Regions from separate parts of the Mus musculus genome. Here region 2 is linked to region 1. The links are chromatin contacts, called in public promoter capture Hi-C maps. All regions are on one chromosome and are shown on one strand. Each heading gives the region's core, a stretch centred on a gene start, on an enhancer-like site or on the middle of the called end of the contact. The rest is flanking DNA. Distances are from core to core; before and after follow the strand shown.

What was found. Capture Hi-C pulls out chosen DNA fragments and counts their contacts.
Region 2: a contact with region 1 is called in a promoter capture Hi-C map of liver, with 2.4 times the contacts expected there. The contact joins the promoter of Taf11 here to the promoter of Telo2 in region 1. A contact is called at or near these places in 2 of 39 promoter capture datasets (cranial neural crest and liver), 1 of 115 datasets of contacts at active chromatin or transcription factors (large pre-B cells) and 1 of 9 other capture datasets (liver).

What each region holds. Positions count from the first base shown.
Region 1 is chr17:25,114,603-25,118,270 of GRCm38.p6, forward strand. Telo2 (telomere maintenance 2) reads right to left here and starts at 1,365. Exons shown (of 21, transcript NM_001163661.1): 1 at 811-1,365; 2 at 335-683. The coding sequence starts at 669.
Region 2 is chr17:27,905,437-27,909,351 of GRCm38.p6, forward strand. Taf11 (TATA-box binding protein associated factor 11) reads right to left here and starts at 2,308. Exons shown (of 5, transcript NM_001379368.1): 1 at 2,065-2,308. The coding sequence starts at 2,235. Anks1 (ankyrin repeat and SAM domain containing 1) reads left to right here and starts at 3,870. Exons shown (of 25, transcript NM_181413.4): 1 at 3,870-3,915.

The DNA.
Region 1 (3,668 bases), core at 115-2,614:
TCCAGGACAGCCAGGGCTACACAGAGAAACCTGTCTCGAAAAACAAAAACAAACAAACAAACAAACAAAAAAACCCTGAAATGTCCTGATGATCCTGAAAGTGCCACAGAATAAAGAATGGGCCCAGTAGAAGACAACAAGTGACCTTTAGGGCATCAGCTAGGGACAGTGGAGACTCTCTGAGTGCTGATCTGCAAGGAACCCTATTCTTCCTCCCAGCCTTCAACAAGAAGGAGTGAGGCCAGGCTAAGATGCAGGGTCCTTCCCCTTACAGTTTTAAGGTGTTGGGAACCTTCTCAGAACTTGGGCGCCCTGTTGCTCACTAACTGCTCACCCAGCAGTGCTCTCAATGGCTTCCATCAGCACCAGGAAGGCTTGGTCTGGAGGGCCATCCAGGAAGAAGCTCTCCCAAAGCCGCTCCAGCTGGCCACCGGGGGACAGCTCCAGCCAACCTGGGCTCAGCTTGCTGACCAGACATCTAAGGACGGCTGAGAAGTGGACAGTGGCAAACTCCTCCTTCTCCTCAGGAAGAACTGGATCCTCGGTTCCACCGAGGTATCGTTTCAGAGTCCCCAGGGTAGAAAGGATATGGCCAGCATCCTCTGAGGATGAAAGGATGTGAATGGCTTCCTGGACGGTGAGCCGGACAGCAGACAGGGCTGGGTCCATCCTGCAGAACAGGGCTGAGGGTCCGAGAAAAGCATGTTAGAGTGTCAAGAATTCTTCCCATGGCACCCACGATGTTAAGGGAGGAAACAGTTGGGCCGGTTCCAAATCTCAGGCCCCACCCCCCTACACACACGCACTTACTTCTGCGCTTCCAGGCGCTTCACTCACAATCTCACTCACGCTCTCCCGTCCTTCTTCCGGGTTTCCCGCCTGCCCGATGATCTGACAGAGCTTCAGTCCCGGACTGCACCGGTGCACTGTGGCTGTCTCCTCTGTCAAACCCACTGATAGTTGGATGAGTGAGTGGCTTGCCAGGGTGCAATAACTAAAACTCCTCCTCCGTCTGCAGCTCCAGGTTAGCACCCAGCCCCCTAAACACGAGGCCTTCGGCTCGTATGGGAACTGGCCATGCTGCAAGGCAGGACACTGCAGCCCCGACTGGACCAACCACTCCTACAGGGTTCCTCTGGCCAGCATGCTTCAGAGCCGAGGCCACATGCTCCCTCTTGCGCGCCGCTGATTCGCCACGGCACCAGGACCACGCGCCAGATTCAGTGTCAGCTGAGGGCAGCTGTGAATTCGAGTCGCAGAGCTCACGTGAAACCTGCACGGATATTTAGAATTTCTGGGGCTGATACAAACGCGTGGCTAGGGACGAATCAGCGGCGCGCCAACGCGCTGATGACCGCAGCATCTGCGCCTGCGCAAGAGGAGGAAGAGGCGTGGCCTAAGAGCCTACGGTGGGCAAGGCCTGAGGGCAGGACTCCGGTAGGCGTGTCCGCTCTATTGGTCCCCTGGTGACTGCTGTCTCTGTTTTCCTTAATTCTGGAGAGACTTTCCCCAGCACATTACCCCACTATGCTGCCTTGGGTCGGATGACTTTCCACTCTAGAGCACTAATCAACTCTCTAGGCGCCCTGAGGGAAACAGAATAAGGAAGCCAGGAACAGCGGATATGGCCAAGTTGTAATGCGGATGCGCTGATGTATTTGGTGGTACACAAGGGTGCACGTTTACTGCGAACACGCAAACTGCGTCTAAACTGCCCTAAATGAAACACCACTAGCTGAGTAAACACCCAGGGATCCTGACTGTCGTCTGAACTTAGCAGTGTGAAACATTCCATCATGGCAGAACTTTTCTTGACCATCCTGATCTGGAAGATACATTGAGGGAGCAACATTTCAGCGGAACTGGGTGTGGGTGGAAATCTGAGCAAGCTGTATTCATTCAACATCATCAAGCAAAATTACCCTTCCTGAGCAGGAAATGAGCCCACTCAAGGCTTAGCAGTTAGCAGAGCATACCAGGGGCCAGAGCGATTATCTTAGAGGTTAAATTACGTGTGGCTCTTGCCAAGGTCCCAAGTTCAGTTCCCAGCATCCATGGAAGTGTTACCGATCAGCCAGCCAGGATCTCTACACAAATAAAAACTGGGGTTAGTCAAAGAGAAGGTCTTCAAATGGTAGCTTTCTTTTTTTTTTTTTTTTCTCCATGTTTGGCCTCAGTGAGAGATGGCAGATGACTCCCCTAGTATTAGGGGACTGGAGGCATTGGGACCCTTAGCCCTAAAAGTATTCTAGCTCTTACGTAGGTCAGGAATCCTTGGCTCTTTCCTGTGGCTGGTGCAGCTTCCACTAAGCAGATTTGGTGATTGTAGGGACTCTTCAGCCCTACAGCTTTACAATTTTTGTGTAGACCTTCGCTCTTAATGACAGCCAGTGTTAAAATTCTTGGCCTAGGGTTGAGACCTCTTGGCTCTCTGGAACTCATCTGGCATCCAAGGCTATGCCATCTCTTCTCTGGTTTAGTCAATTATCCTCATTCAGTCTCAGTTTCTGCACTCCCCTGATGCCTTGGCTACTGCTTCCTCAGCTATGACAAAACTGACTGTCCTGTCCCTTTTGTAGCTTGGCCTGCCAATTGCTCAGCTGTCTCTGCCACCTCTTTTTTTTTCATGATAACAGCTTAGCCCACATTACTGAGAGTAGGCAAGCAAACCCTGGAGAGGAGCCTTTTACTGTACCTAAAGCTGCAACAAAAGGGAGGAGATGAGGAAAGTCTCTCCCAGAGGGAGTCAAAGCGGCTGCCTTCAAATCCTGAAAAGGGGCACTTCCTCTGCTAACAGTCTTTGCACCAGCCTCTGTAGTTCCTCAGCTAGGCCACCAGAGGACGTGTTCTTCTCAACCTGGTCGAAATGGTTGCAAAAAGCCTTGGGGCTGTATCTTCCAGACCTGAAGCAATTTGCAACCTTGTAGTTTTCTCAAGGCCCTCAGAGTTTCCTGGATAGTCAGAGCTGGCATTAGGGCAGGCCAGGAGTTGTTGACTGGCAATTCTTTTGCTAAAGCCATCCAGAATGGAAAACCTAGCAGTTGCTAGTTAAGAGCTCGTGTCACCTCAGCACCCAATATTTTTGCTTATTTTTCTGGAAATGAATACCAGAGTGCTTACAATAATAAATGTTAACAGTGCTTAGCCCCTGGCCAGTGTTCAGGCGGAGATGGGTGTCCTTATTTGTTTTAGAACAAAGGGGTGTTAGGAGGATCCAGTCTTCACTTAAAAGTAAAGGTACAGGGCTGGTGAGATGGCTCAGCGGTTAAGAGCACTGACTGTTCTTCCAAAGGTCCTGAGTTCAAATCCCAGCAACCACATGGTGGCTCACAGCCATCTGTAATGAGATCTGGTGCCGTCTTCTGGGGTGTCTGAAGACAGCTACAGTGTACTTACATATATTACATTATTTATTAATAAACAAGTTTTTTTTTAAAGTAAAGGTGCTCCGCTGGCAAGCTTGATCCCCTAAGTTCAGTCTTCAGGGCTCACTTGGTGGAAAAAGAGAACCAACTCCTCAAAGTTGTCCTCTGCCCTTCACAAGCACACACACTCATTGCTCCCACAACCACACACAAACAAGAAATGAATGTAATGGTAATTGTTCTTCAAAAAGACTAGACCTGGGAGCTGGGGAGAAGGTTTACTAGGCAAAGTGTTTGATGTAC
Region 2 (3,915 bases), core at 1,058-3,557, 2.8 Mb after region 1:
TATGTACTCGGCACACTTCTCAGGTTTGGGAAAGGCCAGCAAACACCCTCCTCTTTCCAGCCCAGCAACTCTGTCTACGCAGTAGCTATCTAGTTCTAGGCACTGCCTATACCATCTGCATAAGAGGCAATCCATCTCTCCAAGGAAGATTATACTCCAGCTGGGAAAGAAAATAAATAATCCGCTGGGTGGTGGTGGCGCATGCCTTTAATCCCAGCACTTGGGAGGTAGAGGCAGGTGGATTTCTGAGTTCGAGGCCAGCCTGGTCTACAAAGTGAGTTTCAGGACAGCCAGGACTACACAGAGAAACCCTATCTTGAAAAACCAACCAACCAAACAAACAAACAAAAAACAAAAAAGAAAATGAATAATCCATTTCCCAGCCTAGCCATGATCATACAGAGGTCCTGCATCTGTTTACACATTACGAGGAAAATGCCAAGGATCCAAACAGCCACTCTCCCTCGGGCCCACCCTTCTGACCTCACTCCATAGATGTCAGTACAGTCCCTTCCATGTGTGTCTTGGGAGCTCCACACTGAACAGAGCTCTGTTCTTCTGATCCTTTCTCTACTGGATCACGAGATCTTTCCCAATACTAGAATACAAATTTTATTTATTTTATTTTTTTAAATAATTTGAGACAGAGTTTCTATACATAGCCCTGGCTATCCTTGAACTCTCTCTGTAGTAGTCCAGGCTGCCTTGTACTCAAGAGGTCCACCTGCCTCTGCCTCCAGAATGCTAGGCTTAAAGCTGTGCACCACCATGCCCAGTTCGGAAGCTTTTTTTTTTTTCCTTTTGTAATTTAAGACAAAGTCTCATTTTGGATTTTCAGCTTGTGGAAATTATAGACTTGTACCATTATATTGAGTTTAAACTAAAAACTGCAGAAAGCTCAGAGGTTAAGAGCATTGGCTGTTCTTGCAGAGTATCTAGGTTCCATTTACCAACACCCACATTTCAGCTCGCAGTCATTAGCAACTCTAGTTTCAGGGGATCTAATGCCTTCTTCTGACTTTTACAGGGAATGTGCCAGGCACATTACACGGCAAACAAAAATACACAGGCAAAACATTCATATAAAAAATATTCTTAAAAACCCACAATTTTTCAGTTACTACGGACATTCATGTGTGTGGGTTTGTAAGTGGACAACTTTGTGCAGATAGTCCGCTTCTACCTTAACGTGGGTTCTGGGGATCAAGCACCCTGACCTGCTGAACAATTTCGCCTGCCCTAAGCTAAAAACGTCTTCAAGATGTTTACTATTTACATTTCTCCTCACATAAACACTTAACCGTTTTATTCACAAGAGTGATCCAAACTCTGTCCTAGCCAACTTACTATAAAATCGTAATACATCAAAACTCATTAATGAGATTTAATGGTTCCTTTAAAATGAAAGGTATGTCGGGAAGTGGTGGCACATGCCTTTGATACTAACACTTGGAAGTCAGAGGCAAGGGGATCTCTGAATTCGAAGCCAGTGTGGTCTATAGAACCTGAGTTCCAGGTTAGCCAGGGCTACCCTGTCTCGAAGGAGGAGGAGGAAGAAGAGGAAGAAGGGGAAGAAGAGAAGGAGAAGGAGGAGGAGAAAGAAGAAGGAGGAGGAGGAGAAGAAAGAAAGAGAGGGAGAGAGAGAAAGAGAGAAAGGAAGGAAGGAATTCATATTTAAACTCATACAGAAATATGGAGAGGGGGAGAGAAGGCATTATCTATCTGACAGCCTTTCTAACTTACTTTCCACTATTGATCTACGCGTGTTTCTAACCTTTGTGCTTCAGATTTTCAAATTTATTTGTCCTTAACCATTTTCTCCTCGTCTTTTATCTTCTTGTCTCCTCCACCTTCCTCCTCAGCCTTCCCCCAAAAGGAGCTGGAGTACAAGCAGGCCTGAATAGGGCTCTAACAGCACCTACACCTTCCCGTTCCCTCTCCTGCCCCTCAAGGTTGCAGACTCACAAACAGTCGTGGGGGAATTCTAGTTCCCTGGCTTTGGAAGAAAGCAGTCAGGAGCGCACCCGGGTAGTCCTGCAGCGTTATCCACCAACTTCCACCTACCTCGCTTTCCTCCGCCGCGGCTTCTTTCAAGTCCGCGTCTCCATCCCTGTCGGTTTCCTCCGGGATTCCCTCAGTGTCGGCTGCCACCAAAGCCCCAGGAGTAGCCCTCGTCTCCTCTGACTCCCCTGGCTCCCCGCCTTTGTCTGTGGGCGACTCCCCGAGGTTGTCCATCGCGAGAGCAGGGGGTCAGAGGCGATGGCAGCACCGCCGGGAGAAGGAGCTGTGGAGCGGAGCTGGAGCTGAGGGCTCGTCGTCGCGCCGCGATGACGTCACGCCCACGGATCCTGGGAGGGGTCACTTCCAGAAGCGCGTTGGTTGCCCAGGGGATTCATATAAACGGAATTTGTTTTAATGTGAAAGAAATGTAGAAGTCTAGATCCTCCGCTTCAGGGCAGAAGCGTTTTTGAAAGAGCGTAATTCGTTTCCCGAGAGACTTCTTTTTCCTTCTTTTTCTTCTCCTTCCTGGGAATGTAATGCCAATTAACCCTTCTTTAACTTTACTCCTTCAGCCCAAAGTCGGGGAACAGGGAGAGAACTCGGTCCCGCTGCTTGTTGTTGCCGTGGACTGAGCAGCTTCCGGCAGCGACCTAACCTCGGATTTCCCAAAGAACTAAGACCACCGGCTTGTGTCCACCAGGGAAGTTTCCCTTCTGTTTCGCAAGCATCTCTAACGCCAACAGAAAGTATCCAATGGTTTCATTTAACACTTCAAATATTGGCCACCTGCCTCGCGTCAGAACAGGCTAGTGTTGTGAGGGAAAAACAGAAAAAAAAAAAAAAGTCATCCTTTCCCAATTACATTTCCCTCCTTAGTCCACCAATATTAAAAATTGGAAATGGTTCCCCAAATCTGACTTTTAAAATGTCTCTCATGACAACTAAGAGAAAGAAGGTCTCTTCTGACTTTTTCTGAAGAGTTAGTAGGATGGAGTGCGAGGATAGTGTCTGTTAAGAGTTCTTACATTTTTTTTTCATGTGTATGGGTGTTTTGCATGTAAGTCTGAGCTCCACATGCGTTCGTGGTACCCTGGGAGGCCAGCAAAAGGTGTTACATCCGCTGGAGCTGGAGTTACAGACTGCTGTGAGGCGCCACAAGTGATGGGAATCAAACCTAGATTCTCTGGCAGAGCAACCAGTGCTCTTAACAGGGAACCACCTCTCCAGCCACCCCCGTACTCCCTCCCCCCCCCCCACCTTTTTTTTTCTGGAGAGAGGGTCTCACTATGTAGCCTTGGCTAGCCCGTAACTTGCTTTGTAGATCAGGCTGACCTTAAACTCACAGCGATGCAGCCAGCGGCTTCTGCTTCTCGACTGCTGGGACAAATGGCAGTTGCCACAATGCCAGTCTAACTGCAGAAGTAAAACTCTCAGGTCTTCCCTCCAGGAGGCACCAGAGGGAGGGATTTTTCAAGTCTGGTTCTAGATCTCCGCGCCTATCCCGTATTGAATCTATGCGTTTTGAATGGAGTTGAAAACAGAGGTACGCGTTACCCCCTTTTCTTTTGTTTCTACGGTGCCAGGAACAATGACCGCATTTCCAGTGCCATGAGGTCCCAAACCTTTGGGAAGGCGAGCAGTTCGGGAAGCTCCTGCAGGCGTGCCGCCTCCGATCTCCGCCACCTGGCGAATGGGCGGGTCCGCTAGGCGTAGACCGCGCCTGCGCCAGGCTCGGCTCCGCACACCGAGGCTCCCCTCCGCCAAGCGGGCTCACCTGCACGGCGGCGCCGAGCCCCGCCCACTAGGTGGGCAAGGGGGCGGGGCGCGGGGGCGCGGTGACGCGTGACGCCGGATCCCGGAAGTGACGCGCCGCCAGGGAGTGGGGGAGGCCGAGGAGGCGGGGGGAGAGGGGGT